Regions from separate parts of the Zea mays genome. Here region 2 is linked to region 1. A link is a contact called in public Hi-C data. All regions are on one chromosome and are shown on one strand. The core of a region is the stretch at or near the end of the contact, and the rest is flanking DNA. Distances in the headings are between cores, read along the strand shown.

The links. Hi-C and Micro-C count contacts between places; a contact is called where the count stands out from the background.
Region 2: a Hi-C map of ear shows a contact between it and region 1, with 1.6 times the contacts expected there. The contact joins the promoter of LOC100382070 here to the promoter of LOC100382084 in region 1. A contact is called at or near these places in 2 of 25 Hi-C or Micro-C datasets (ear and tassel).

What each region holds. Positions count from the first base shown.
Region 1 is chr1:54,495,013-54,501,915 of Zm-B73-REFERENCE-NAM-5.0, reverse strand. LOC100382084 reads right to left here and starts at 2,734. Exons shown (of 8, transcript NM_001174847.1): 1 at 2,656-2,734; 2 at 1-409. The coding sequence starts at 323.
Region 2 is chr1:54,689,652-54,696,966 of Zm-B73-REFERENCE-NAM-5.0, reverse strand. LOC100382070 reads left to right here and starts at 3,857. Exons shown (of 2, transcript NM_001174833.1): 1 at 3,857-4,549; 2 at 5,846-6,145. The coding sequence starts at 3,936. The coding sequence ends at 4,502. It overlaps LOC100193255, which reads right to left. Exons shown (of 3, transcript NM_001138404.1): 3 at 6,797-7,182. The coding sequence ends at 6,990.

The DNA of each region.
Region 1 (6,903 bases), core at 1,485-3,984:
GCTTCAAAATTGGATGACTGAGAAATAAAGGGTGCAGCCATTGTCTGGCTATCAAGGTTAGACACAGAATCAAGTGGACTAGCAGTGTAGCCTGAATATGGTACCCCGATAACACCAGCTCTTGGGTGCAAACTAGCAGACTGATGTGTGTCAATACACAAGGGCATAGAGTCATCAGGCAGCTGCCTCAACATAGGAATATGCTGGGGGTTATGAGGCCTTGAGAAGCTCCCTTTCAAAGGATTTGGCAGAATAGGCAAAGAGGATGACATTGCTCCCAAAACTCTGCTCTTTTGAGACTGCATCAGATTAAAGTTCCTCATTCAGAGCAGTGAACAAGCTCTGTTTCTTTTCCATAAGTCACTTTTGGTACATTTCATTACCTTGCTTAATGCATTAATCCATTACTCTGCAAACAGAAAAGGAGAAGTTCAATTAAATAAGGGTAAATTATTAAGAGGTCGTGTAAAAAAAATGTAACTGACCAAATATAACTAGTGTCAGTGGTATTTGGTGATTGGTCATATGCAAGGAATTCTTTGACCAATGTGGGTTCAACATCTTTTGCAATGGAGGCAATAAAGAATCAGCTATATTTTTTTTGTCAGGGTCAAGGTAGCATCATTCCATCCATACTTTCTTCGAAGCTAGAAACCGACACATTATAGCTATAATAACTGATAATAACCTGACAACGTTGCACTGACCTCAACTGTCATGTGAACTGTGGAGTCTCCACAATGAGGCAGGCCAGGTTCCCCGGTGCAAGCCTGTACGTCAGAGCCATAAGGCCAAGTACAGGTGTGATGCTTGAATATCTCAGTTTGCTTAGAATTTTTTTTTGGCTTGGTAGCATGTTGTTTGGCTTCACGGCTAAGTTTGGAGGTTTGTTATTTCCCATCAGATGTCATTGCCAACCTAGGAATAGTACTTTTAGAAGCCAAACAGAGATTGAATCAATTATCCCTTTCCTCCTTCCCAGCCTCCTGGGTGCAGTGACCAACCACAGCACCTAAAGGCCAGTTTGATACAGCTCCACTCACGGCTTCCTCAGAGGAGATTCTTCCCTGTTTGTTTGAGCTTCTCACCAGCTTCTCGGTGTAAAAAGCCAGAAGCTGAAACAAACAGCTAGCTTTTTGGTTTAGCTTCCTGAAAGCCAGAAGCTCAGAAAAGCTGAGTTTATGTGGGAAGCTGAGAAGCCTAATTTTATAGGCTTTCTATAGCTTACTGAGTCTAGGAAGGTAATAACATCACTAAAAAGCTATCGTTGGCTTCTCGGAATCAAAAGCCCAGCAGCAGCTTTTCAAAAAAGCTTAGAAAGTTGCAGCTCAAACAAACAGAGCCTAAGAGCCCTACGAAATAGTTCAAATGCAACTAGATTCTGGTGAGGAGCTGATGCAAATCACTTCTCCGTTATTACGAACTGGGAGCTAAAAAACATTCTCCATAGCTCTCTGTTCAACCACTGCTAGAATCAATCTAGAATCACTCCCTACCCTGCTCCCCACCTTGGTCCCCACCAGAAGCACTCTCATCACAGAATCAAGAAGCATCAGGATTCAGGAAGGAGTCCTCTACCAAACTGGCCCTAAGCCGCACTGAGGTCTAGAGCCTCATTCAACTACCTCCCACAACAAAAATATATGCCGTCCTCCTAACAATATTCCTATTCATAACAGTAACTCTCTTACTGCTGCAAAAGAAGGCAGTAGTATTTGTATCTAATTACTATCTCATCATCAATTCATCACAAATCCAAATTAATGTGGTATTTGATATTATTATGGACAGAATCTGTAAGATGATACAGTTGGAAATTTGCCACTGATTGAATGATACGTGGGTCCACCTGAACCTCTGAATTATGGATCTGGTTGCTAAACAGAACCAGGTGGCTCATATGCATACATACGTATTCTATATATATACTACTTTAAAGCACCAGTTTTGACGATCGTCCTGTATCAAACGCGAAACGCATAGGTTTATTCCTCTCCCCCTATCAATGGTCCATTACCACATAGATAGGCAGTGAAAACCACCCAGGGCTCCTTTCAACTCAGACAATTCTAGGCTTTTTGGCAAAGATAAAGTGTAATATTTATTTTTGTGTGCCGCAGCAACACATGAGCATTGTACTGTCTACTGTGTGTGTGTATATATATGGGGGGCGCGCTAGGACATAAACCCTACGGCTACAAGACCCTGATTATTGGATTAAGACTTAAAACCCTTGAGGTAAGCAAGATATTCCACCAGTGAATGGCACGATATGGCAGATCCGAAGATGATTGAAGCTATCATAGTACAGCACCTAATAATTGACCTGAAATGACCCCCGGTTCGTCTACCCCACCCAGTCTGACATAGCTTTTCGTACTGCGATCACAAATTCACAATCCCTAACCACGTGCGCTCCCCCCACCCCGACCCGCATACGCGGACCCCAGTCGGCAGTCGCGACAAAAAAAGGTAATCCCCCTCCACTCCTGTTGCATCTGACCCAACGAATCCACGACTCCAATCAGGATCACCCAGCGAGCCGATCGCACCCCACACAGACTTGGCGGCGTCGGCCAATCGAGACGGCGTGGATTGTACTGGATTGGACGGGGAGAGCTGAGAGAACTGGGGGGAGCCGCGTGCGGAGTGTACCTGGGAGGGTGCGAGGAGGCCGGCAGGCCGCCGGGACCGGCGCGATGATAGGGCTGCTAGGATGTTTGCGGGGGGTGCGGGGGAGGGGGGAAATTCTGGGTGGGACGATCGCCTTTAGCCGACGATGGGGCGGGGAGGGGGGGGGGGGGGGGGGGGGGGGGGGGGGGGGGGGGGGAGAGAGAGAGAGAAGCTGCGGGGAGGGGGAGGCGAGAACCTGCTGCGCAAAGAGGAGGACGACACCCACCAGTTGCCCGGGACTGTCTACAGCGGTTTCCCCTAAATTTTTCCCCCTATATCCTATTTCCATGCCACATCATCACCCTCTCTCCCCCTATATATTCACCTTCTGCAATGGTTTCCTCTATACCATATCTCTAAATCCCACCATGCTACTAAAATATACATTGCGCTACAGCTAACTCAACTACTGGTTCTCTGCTCGGTGGCGCGGCAACCTATGGAGCGGGACGATGACGTCCATGGCAGTGCACTCGATGACAACAGCGAGGTGGGAGGACGATTTAGCGTCACGCTTGACGGAGAGGGAGAGAGAAGCCTGCTGTGGTATTGAGGGCATTGAAGGGGGAACCGATGCAGTGTATAGGGGGATCCTGTTGCCGCTACAGAATGGGAGGGGGGAGGGAGGCGTTCACCGTTGAAGACAGTCTCACGGGGAAGCGCACCTCTGCCTCTCTCGACTCTGGACCATGGTGCATGGTGGGGTATAGCAGTATAGGCCCATGAATAGGGATGAAAACGGTCAAAAACGATCGAAAAAATAGCTAAATTGTTTTTGTTTTTATATTTTTTGGTCGGGACGAAAACGAAAACGAAAACCAAACCAAATGGTCGCAATACAGGATCGGAAGTGTCGGTTACTCGGAAACGATCGAAAACAATAAACTATAGTCGGAAAGATAACTATTTTGTAGTTTTATCAAAAACATAATAAAGTGATGTATTGCCTAATTTTTAAGATTTAGAAATACACAAACAACTCTTTTTCATCATTCATAATAGTTAGAGTAATTATAACATTTGTTTTTCGCGTATTCATTCACTTGAACACAACAAAAGTCTATAACTTAAATAAATTATGTGCTAGATCTATCTCATATTATATAAAACGGTAGAAAACGGTATTAGCACGACTCGAAAATGAAAAATACGAAAACGATCGAAAAACTAGCTAAATCGTTTTCGTACCGTTTCTAATCGGTTCTTGAACAATTCGAAAACGATCGGAAAAAAACAGTATTCGAAACGGGATGGGACGGGAATTTCCCGTCACGTTTTCATCCCTACCCATGAAGCCTCGCCATGGAATTTCTTGCCGTTATGATGCGCTTGGACGGCTTCAGATGGCTCGTGAAAAAACATTCCGAGCCACAGTACAGAACTAGAGATATCAACGGGGAATTCTCCATCGGTTATAGTATCTCATACCCATCCTCATCCCCATCATGTTTGATCTATCCCCATATCCATCATGGGTACAAGACTCATCCCATACTCATCCTCATTCGGGTTTCGGGTCCCCAATAGGTCCCATCCCTAATTAAGGGATAACTAGGTACTAACAGGTAGCACAAACAATCTAGATTTCAGACATCACCACATCGGCAAGCAGTCATCCATGAACCATGATCCATTCATCCATCCATCAGAAAAGAAATAAGTACTTCAGGACCGATAGAAGAAATGAAGAAATGAAGTTTGTTCACCTTCCTTGGTCACCATCTGAGTTCGTTGGCGCCTAAGAATCCATGGTCGTCATCGTCGTCTGGGCAGGGCGTAGCATATAGTTGGTTATTTTAGGTTTTATTTTTTGCTAGTCTGCTAGTTGCCTTGCCATGTTGCCTTGTTGGGCTAGGACTAGAGCCTGGGGCGCTGTTGTGCTGGGCTTGGTGGCCGGCTCGGCCTCAACTCATTCATACAAATATGACAGGTGTACACGTATGAAATATTCATAGGTAATCGGGTTCGGATTATTGCTTCCTAAACCCATATCCGTTTATCCAATGAGTGAAGATTTTGTCTCATATCCATATCCATGGGGATAAATTTTGTCTCATACCCGTACCCTAATAGGGGAATTCCCCACGGGTTGACGCGTATCGGGTCCTCATTGACATCTCTATACAGAACACATAAATAAAAAAAAGGTCCTGTGACTTGGCTGGGCACGCTACAGAACACATTCCACGCAAACGCGAAAAAACAAATCCATAGCAGAACAGCTGCATAACACGCAGACACGAGCATGTGTTTTATTTCGCTGAACACAGATAAAATTTGTTTTACCTACACGCTAATTAGGCATGGAGCTGCGGACCATTGTGCCTATCGAAACGAATAATGTAGGTTCTTCACTCAAGTCCGCAATGAATGCACATTTCTTGACCTTATTGTGATTCAAACCTAGATATTCTTCACTGACCTTAACTATGGGTAAAATGGTAAAAACTAGTAGGTTTGAATCTATATCTATACTACTTCTTAAGACACTACCGTAGGCGTTCACAGCGTGCGCCATGTTCTGCCTCCTCCCGCGTCCGCGTCTGTAGCTCCCGTCGCCGCAATCAGCGCCTCCGCCGCCGCAATCCGTCCCCGCAATCCTCTTCCTCCGCACACGCCGCGCGAGCCCCCGCCTCCTTCCTACGCACGCACGCTGAGCGGGCCGCTAGACGCAGCAACGCTCTCCTGCCCCCGCCACCGCCCCCTCGCTCTCCAGCCCCAGCCCCCGCGCGCCCACCATGGCACGCACGGCGAGCGAGCCGCAACAACCCACGCTACCTCTCTTGCCCCCGCCACCGCCCCCCGCTCTCCAGCCCCTGCCCCCTGCGCGCACGACGGAAGGAGGCCTTCCATGGTAGGCAGGATCTCGTGGCCATGGCCGCAGTGTTGTTTGTGCGAGATCTGTGGTAGCCCTCTCATCCTGACTCCGTCCCCACCGCCGCGAGCGCCCGGTTCGGATCCAGCACCCCCTACACCATGCACCGGTCCTCGGGTACCCGCGCCTCACCCCTGTTCCTCGTCACCCGTCGGCGCGACGTCGGTCCGCTATGTTGCGCCCTGCAGGGAGGCCGGAGAGGATCGCTTCGGCCGCCCTTCGTTGGGAGAGCATCGACCTCGTCACCCTCGGCGACTTTCACTCGCAGCTCCTCCGGCTCGCCTCCTTCCTTCACGGGTCCCACCGTTCCCGCAGCAGCAGCAGGTCATGCCGCTCCCCGAGAATCCGAGATACTCAGCTTGGACTTCAGGACGAGTCCGCCGCCTTGCACTTTGGGATTGAGGTGAGAGGAATCAAGGACTCGTCCTGAAGTTTCTGGTATTCTCTGCGGCTAGGAGGCCCTGGAGACGCTCGACCTCGGCGCGGAGCGTGGCGGCCTCGCTCTCATTGGTGGCGGCGACTTGCTCGGCGACGGCGACCTCCTCGCGAGCCTGGGACACGAGGACCTCGAGGCGCCGGGACTCAGAGGACAGGAACCGGTTCTCGTGTCCCACGACATCGAGCTTTTCCTCCAGGACTTAAAGAAATTAAATTTATATTTCTGTTCACTTTCAATTTTGCCATGGTTAAACATTTTTTAGCAATAATATGTTGTCTTGTGGCTGGTCATGTCAGTTCTTCAATTTGTATGCTGATTAGTATGGCTAACCTAATGTTTCTTCCCTGTCAGATTGGTTCTGAACTTATAATAGAAGGATTGGCACCAATGATCATTTGAATTATATGATAGTTATACCCTTGCATTCTTACTTTCACCCTGTTATTTCATACATTCCTTAAGTTGTACTGACCTTATTTTCACCCAAATTGTATGAACTGCAGACCTAATTCGTTTGTCATTTGGCTTTTTCATTGCAATTTCATTACCTTCATTCAGCATAATAAATGTATTAATGACAATAATGTCCACCATAGCTGCAATATCTCAACTAATTGGGCAATTACTTATGTCTGTTTTGGATACACTTACTTCACTTTCCAGCTAGATTTGTTTCTTATATTGAAGACAGAAACTCTAGGCTCACAACCCAAGCTATAATTAACCATGCTTGGACTTCTGCCAGAAACACAAGGGGAAATAGTACCAAACCAACGTCAAACAGTACCTTAAAGGTTACATGTATTACTCTGTTAAACGACTTAGCTTAGTTGTGGAGTACTATGGTTATTTGAATGATATCCATTGAATACCAGATACTTATAAATAGTGAATAACAACTACCACACAGATCTGA
Region 2 (7,315 bases), core at 2,608-5,107, 190 kb before region 1:
TGAAACAAGGTACACTTTTATTGAAAAGTTATGCTTATGCTTGTTTTATGCATGCACCAAATGTAGATGTTATTTACTGTCTAGTCATTGCACTGTTTCTGGTCAAGCCGATGTAATCAAGTACATGTTGCATAACCCAATTATGAGTGGTAGAATTGGTAAGTGGGCTTATGCACTCATAGAATATGACTTGGCTTATGAACCATTGAAATCTATGAAAAGCCAAGTCGTAGCGGATTTTATTGTAGAACATCGGGTTAATAATATTCATGAACTAGACATATCATACCTCACTATTACTCCTTGGATTTTATATTTTGATGGATCGGTTTGCAATGAAGGGCAAGGAATTGGCATTGTGCTTGTTTCACCAAGTAATGTCTCCTTTGACTTCTCTAGCCGATTGAAAACGTATTGCACTAATAATCAAGCTGAATATGAGGCCCTCCTATTCGGTTTAGAACTTTTAAATGGTATGGGAGTAAAACATGTGAAGGTATTTGGTGATTCTCAGCTGGTTGTCCAACAAGTGTTAGAAGAATATCAATGTCTTGATGGTACTCTAAATAGTTACCTTGAGAAATGTTGGAGCATAATCCATTCTTTTGACGAGTTTAGTATTCGGCATATCTCTAGAGTTGAGAATCATAGAGCTAACGACTTGGCACAAGATGCATCGGGTTATCGGATAAAAAGAGGGAAATTTCACAAAACTGAAAATCTGATAACCAGTGCAGAGCCAAATTCCCATGTCGCGGACCGTCCGCGTGTTGACGCCGGACCGTCCGAGGTTACCAGAAAGGTTCTCTTAATCGATTCGGCTGACAATGAAGCCGATGCAAGTGATTGGAGGACACCTATACTTAATTATTTGCAACATCCCAATATCAGGACAGATAAGAACATTCGGCGAACAGCTTTCAAGTATGTTTTGATGAGTGATGAACTTTACCGCCGAACGGTTAATGATGTCCTGCTTAAGTGCTTGGGCCCAGATGATGCTATATTAGCCATGGCCGAAGTACATGAAGGAATTTGTGGTACCCATCAATCAGCTCCAAAGATGAAATGGTTGTTGCGAAGGTCTGGTTTTTATTGGCCTAGTATGACAGCTGATTGTTTCAAATACTACAAGGGGTGCCAAGTGTGTCAAAAATTCGGCGACCTACAGTTGGTTCCTGCAGCCGAATTACATCCTATCATCAAGCCTTGGCCATTCAGAGGATGGGGATTAGACTTTATTGGAGAAATTCATCCTTCATCATCAAAGGGGCATCGGTTTGTGTTAGTTGCCACTGACTATTTCACCAAATGGACTGAAGCCGTTGCTCTAAAGAACATGACGCACAAGGAGGTGATTGAGTTCATAACTGAGCATATTATTCATAGATTCGGCATTCCCCAGACCTTGACTACAGATCAAGGTACTTCTTTTATGTCAAAGGAGGTACGTGAATTTGCTGAATTATACAGAATTAAGCTGCTTAATTCATCTCCATATTATGCTCAGGCCAATGGACAGGCCGAGTCTAGTAATAGGACATTGATTAATTTGATAAAGAAGAAGGTATCTGATAATCCTAAACATTGGCATAAGATTTTGTCTGAAGCTTTATGGGCTCATAGAATATCTAAACATAGTGCTACTAAAGTATCTCCTTTTGAGCTTGTCTATGGGCAGGAAGCAGTGTTACCTGTGGAAATAAGTTTGAATGCTGTCAGGTTTGCCAGACAAAATGATCTAACTGCTACTGATTATTATAATTCAATGATGGATAATATTGATGAGGTGACCGACAAGAGGATGATAGCTTTGGGAGCAATAGAAAAGGACAAGATCATGGTAGCCAGGGCCTACAATAAGAAGGTCAAAGCAAAGTCATTTCAAGTAGGGGATCTGGTGTGGAAGACCATCTTGCCTCTAAGGAATAAAGACCGGAAGTTTGGAAAATGGTCGCCAAGCTGGGAGGGTCCTTATAAAGTAAAACAGGTAATGTCTGGTAACGCCTATTTGCTACAAACATTACAAGGCAAGGATTTACCAAAGGCTTTGAATGGGCGTTTCCTCAAACAGTACCATCCTAGTATGTGGCAAGATGCTTAAGAGAACCGATGTGATCACATCGAGTTAGTTGCTTTTGGTTCGCCCGGCTCCACCAAAAGGCAGGGGGGCATATGTTCGAACCAAAAAGTGAGCGCGCGGACGGTCCGGCCCTGAGGCCGGACGGTCCGCGGTCCGGACAGTCCGCGCCTGTGGGCCGGACGGTCCGCGCGTGCGCAGAACAGATTAGGGTTCCGAGTTTTGTGCTACGGTTGTTAGCTATATTCGCGGGATTAGCTCGGAATCAGTTGTGTAAAGGGTCCAGCCCCCCTCCTCTATAAATAGAGAGGTCTACGGCCGATTTGTAATCATCAACAATCGAATCAATACAACTTTTATTCGCATTTTATCCTAGGAGTAGTTCTAGTCTAGTTTAGGTTTAGCCTCTCAATCCCCAAATTCTCCGCCTCTCCTCGACTCTACGTCGATTAGAGGAGTCTAGGTCGGTCTACCCGAGCCTAGACACCACCTAGGATCTCTACTCCCCGACGGGGTCCCTCCCGGGAGCGAGATCCAGGCGCCGTCGGCGATCTTCCGCCGTCCCTGCGTACGCGCGGACCGTCCGGCCTTAGGGCGCGGACCGTCCGGCCGTCAGGCAGGAGCCTTAGCCGCGCATCAGGCCGCGGACCGTCCGGCCCCAGGCCGCGGACAGTCCGCCCTTGCGCAGAGAGCACCACCGCGCCTCGCACCAGGCCGCGGACCGTCCGGCCCCTGCGCGCGGACCGTCTGCCCCTGTGCAGAAGGCACCGCCACGGTTCTTGTTGAGTGTTTGGCGCTCCAAAAAGGCGTCAACAGATTCCCATCATCTGCGTTGTTTACTTATTTTTATTGGGTTTTCTCCTTAGACATCGGTAATTCATAATTTTTATTGGCAAGACCATATGGCCGATGGAAATAATCCCATTTTTTCAAAAGTTTATTCTCACACGTTCATCCCCAGTCTGTCACACGTCTGTACCAACGACACCTACCCCTCTCAGTCGACCACTTCGACCCCTCGCTCTCGTGGCTCCCCACGCCGTATGCATCGGTCCTAGTGCACTATCACCCATAGTGGCTTGTTTACGAGCAAGGTGATTGACGAATAATTGTGGCTATAACCTAATTTTCATGAGCTTATGGTTGATAGAAATTACAAAGATTCTTGTTGCGATTATTTACTCTAGAAATATACTGATTTTAAATTCTAATTTAACTTATATTAAAAATATCTGAAAAGAGAAAAAAATGTTATTTTTAATCTTTCGTATTGGTCATTTCCTTTTTATTTTTATATTTTTTTAATATAGTATAAATTATAACTTAAAATTCAATATATTAGAGAGTAAATAATAAAATATACCTATCGTTTTAAAGATTTTTAATAGTTTGATTGTACTACGATTGTAGTTTTTGCCGATTTATACTACGTGTAGAAGTGTACGGTTTTTTATGAAGTAAAGTTGTGCTACCAAAACGGAAAAAAATTTGGTGCAGCACTGCTGCAAACCAGAGTGTTTGCAGCCCCTCACAAAAAGGAGAATAAACCCTACCCGCAGCAACAATAATACAACTAAAACGTTATCTGCTAGACCTGCAGGTGGGGTCTATCCTCCTTTTTATGAGGGGCTGCACCAAATTTTTTTCCACCAAAACGGCAAGAGGCGTGGGCCCTGCCCCCAAACAAATAAGAGACAGTCAGACAGAGACCCCGCCGCGTTTTCTCTAGCTCTATAAAATCTCACCGATAGCCAGCCACACTCAACGAACTCCAGAAATCATCCGCCCTCGTATCCTCACGCCCACAAAACACCCGAAGAAAAGAAGAGACTGAACGCCGCGAGTTCACGCCACGATGGAAAACGCCGCCCCCGCCATTGCTAAGCCGTCGCTGTCCAAGAAGCCCTCGCCGTCGTTCCGCCTCCGGAACGGCAGCCTCAACGCACTGCGCCTGCGCCGCGTGTTCGACCTCTTCGACCGCAACGGCGACGGCGAGATCACCCTCGACGAGATGGCCTCGGCGCTCGACGCGCTCGGCCTCGGCGCCGACCGCTCCGGCCTGGAGGCCGCGGTTGGCGGGTACATCCCGGCCGGCGCCGCGGGGCTCCGCTTCGACGACTTCGAGTCCCTCCACCGCGCGCTCGGGGACGCGCTGTTCGGCCCCATGCCGGTGGCTGTGACCGAGGATGACGACGACGAGGGGGACATGAAGGAGGCGTTCCGGGTGTTCGATGAGGACGGCGACGGCTTCATCTCGGCCGCCGAGCTGCAGGCCGTGCTCAAGAAGCTCGGCCTGCCCGAGGCTCGGAACCTGGCCACTGTGCAGGAGATGATCTGCAACGTCGACCGCAACTGCGACGGCCGCGTCGACTTCGGCGAGTTCAAGAACATGATGCAGGGGATCACCGTGTGGGGCGCTTAGCTGCCGCGCACCTGCGTTGTCACACCCCCTCTACTGCGTGGTGTCATGTATGTATCCAGGCACCGTAGGATGCGCTTTTCTACCCGGCGCTTCTTCCTCCTCTTGATGGCGCAGTGGATTCTTCCTGTTCTTGGCTTTGCTATCTGACTCTGCTTGTAGTCTTGAGAATCTGGCGGCACACAGACATAGTTTTCTTTAGTTTCTTGTGTTTGATTTACTCCGTGTTTAATTGCACAGTTTATTTACATGTAAGAACGTTGACCTTGACCAGCTTCCCTACAAGTTTATCTTTCCTTCTTTCTTGGTGTCTTGGGTCACGTATGCGGTATGCGTCTCCCAAATCCCAATCAAGTCAGTTTACGTATTCAGTATTTCAGTTGCGCCAGTTGGAAAAGGTTCTTTTTAGAAAACAAGGAGTTCTGCCATTTGAAATGTGCTTCCTTTTTTTACATACCTTGCCCCTTCTCGTTATTCTATTCATCAGTGTTCATGTAAATCAATTAGCAAAAAAAGCAAAGTTTGGTTACTAAATACTGAGCAAGTCTATGATTAAAAGGCGTGTTTGGTTTTAGGAATAAGTTAGTCCATCATCTTCTCACTTCTCATTTTTTGTTTGATTTATGAAATGAAATAAGTCGATCTATCACCATTTCATTCTTCTTATGCTAATAATTAGTAATAATATGATAAATAAGTTTATTTCACCAAATTTATGGAATTGACTCGTGATGCACTAACTCATCTAGAATAGATTGATCCATCAAACCAAACATCTCCAAAATGTCTACATCCGTAGCCTCAAAGAAGACTTCTCCAGTCCTATAAACATCTTCAGCTTTGTCCATGACATGGTTTGTTTACCCCTTAATATAAGCTACTACTGGCTAGCAAGCTAACGGCTCTTTAAAGTTCATTCTATGGCCATCACTTGACATACAAGCATTACCCACATGCATGCGCAGAAATGGAGTGGTAGTAGCGCTTCACATGGGCAATGTCTCCATTGACTCCGCCCCATGGCTACCTACCAAGCACGTGAAGTTTGTTACACTAACCAAGCGATTCTTTTCTACACTGACAGCAAACTAACCTAATATTCAAAGAAACCCACTTCAAGACTGCCGCACCAGCTTACCAACCAACCAAGAGTGTTTCTTAATCGACAACCTAACTAAACGCTCAAAGAAACCCACCTCACATGCTTGCATCATTGCATGATGTGCAGCACTCTTCATCAAGTTGCACATCACATTCTTTGAGTCATTATGAATTTCGTTTTCGGCTAAATTTGGCGTGGATCTTCAGACATTATATTGGTTATTCAATTTCCCTTCTTATTGCAGGTTCTGGAGCATATAAAGACTAGAGGAGGGGCGATCACAAATCAGTAACTGGTACCAGGTTTAAAAAGTAGGGATGATTCGTGACTTCAGTGTTCTAACTTTGGTGGTTCTGCCCCCCTAGTGTAGATATTGTTCTACTGTACGTAGTGTCTCCCTTGCTCTATTAAGCTTTCTGATCATGAGACATCCAGTTTATCTATAAACAAAATTGTTATGAACATGCTCGATTTCTACTATGATGTAATTTGCCATCTTTCTTGGCACGAGCTTCATATAATATCCAGTGTTCCTAGTGGTTTCAAAACGTTTGTCTAGTGGTTTCAAAGCGTTTCTGAACCCAATTCCATGGTGATCAGAAATTGATAGAAATGGCAAATGGCTTCTCGATCTGTAGGTTTTCACCCAAGATATTAGTAGTCACCATATTATAGGGATAAACAATTGTACTTCATAGGCCCCATTTGGTTTGAGGGACTAAAGATTAGTCTCTCAATTTCAGTCCCTAAATTGTCAATCGGTGGGACTAAAACATGGACTAAATTGTTTGTCTCTAATCCTTCAAGGGTGACTAAAAGAGACTAAACCATATAAATTACACTTTTTATTCTTCCTTTATTTCAGTTGCACTAATGACAGGAGAATGCTAAAGGATATTTTAGTCTTCTTATGATTTATTTAATGTGTTTTGAATACTTTTAGTCCTAGAACCAAACAGAATAGGGACTAAACTTTAGTCTCCTAACTAAACTTTAGTCTCGAGACTAAAGAAACCAAACGGACCCATAATAACCGTTCAGGTTAGTCCGTCCTTACTATTGTGATTGGCATTGTCCATTTGTTCGTGCTTCGTGGCACAGAGGTCTTTATTCTGGTCTGGTAGACTGAGCAAGTAGTAGTGCCTCGTGTTATAACCTACAAAATTGCCCATCGATCATGCAAATATGCCATCAGTCATAACAGAACCGCGACTTTCTCAAATAAAATAAAACAGCTGATTATTTGGTATTACAAAAACTGTGCAACTAATTCAACTAACTGTACTGGTACAACCTCAAGTACTACATCCTCATCATCAAAATTAAAATTACATTCATCACTTACAGGGGAGTAATCTTACATGCCTCATAGGGATTGCTGCTTATCTCTATGCCGTACCATTGCTGAACTTTGGAGGCAAGAAGGGTTCCCACCATCCAAACCCATATTTAGGGTACGGAGCTGTCCATTTCTCAGGCTTCTCAAATTTCAACTCAACAGGGTTAGAAGCCAATGCCTCTTCAACTGATTCTGCGTCGAACTGGTCTTGTAAGACCCTGTCTAGCCTTAACTTCATGAATCTGGCAACAAATTAAAAAAAAAGAAGAGAAAAATGAAGGACATTAAGGCTTCAGTATTAAAACACCAGCTGAAGAAATGGACAGAAATAGACTGCGACGTAAAGATAACCTGATGCTGATCATCTCAGTAGGT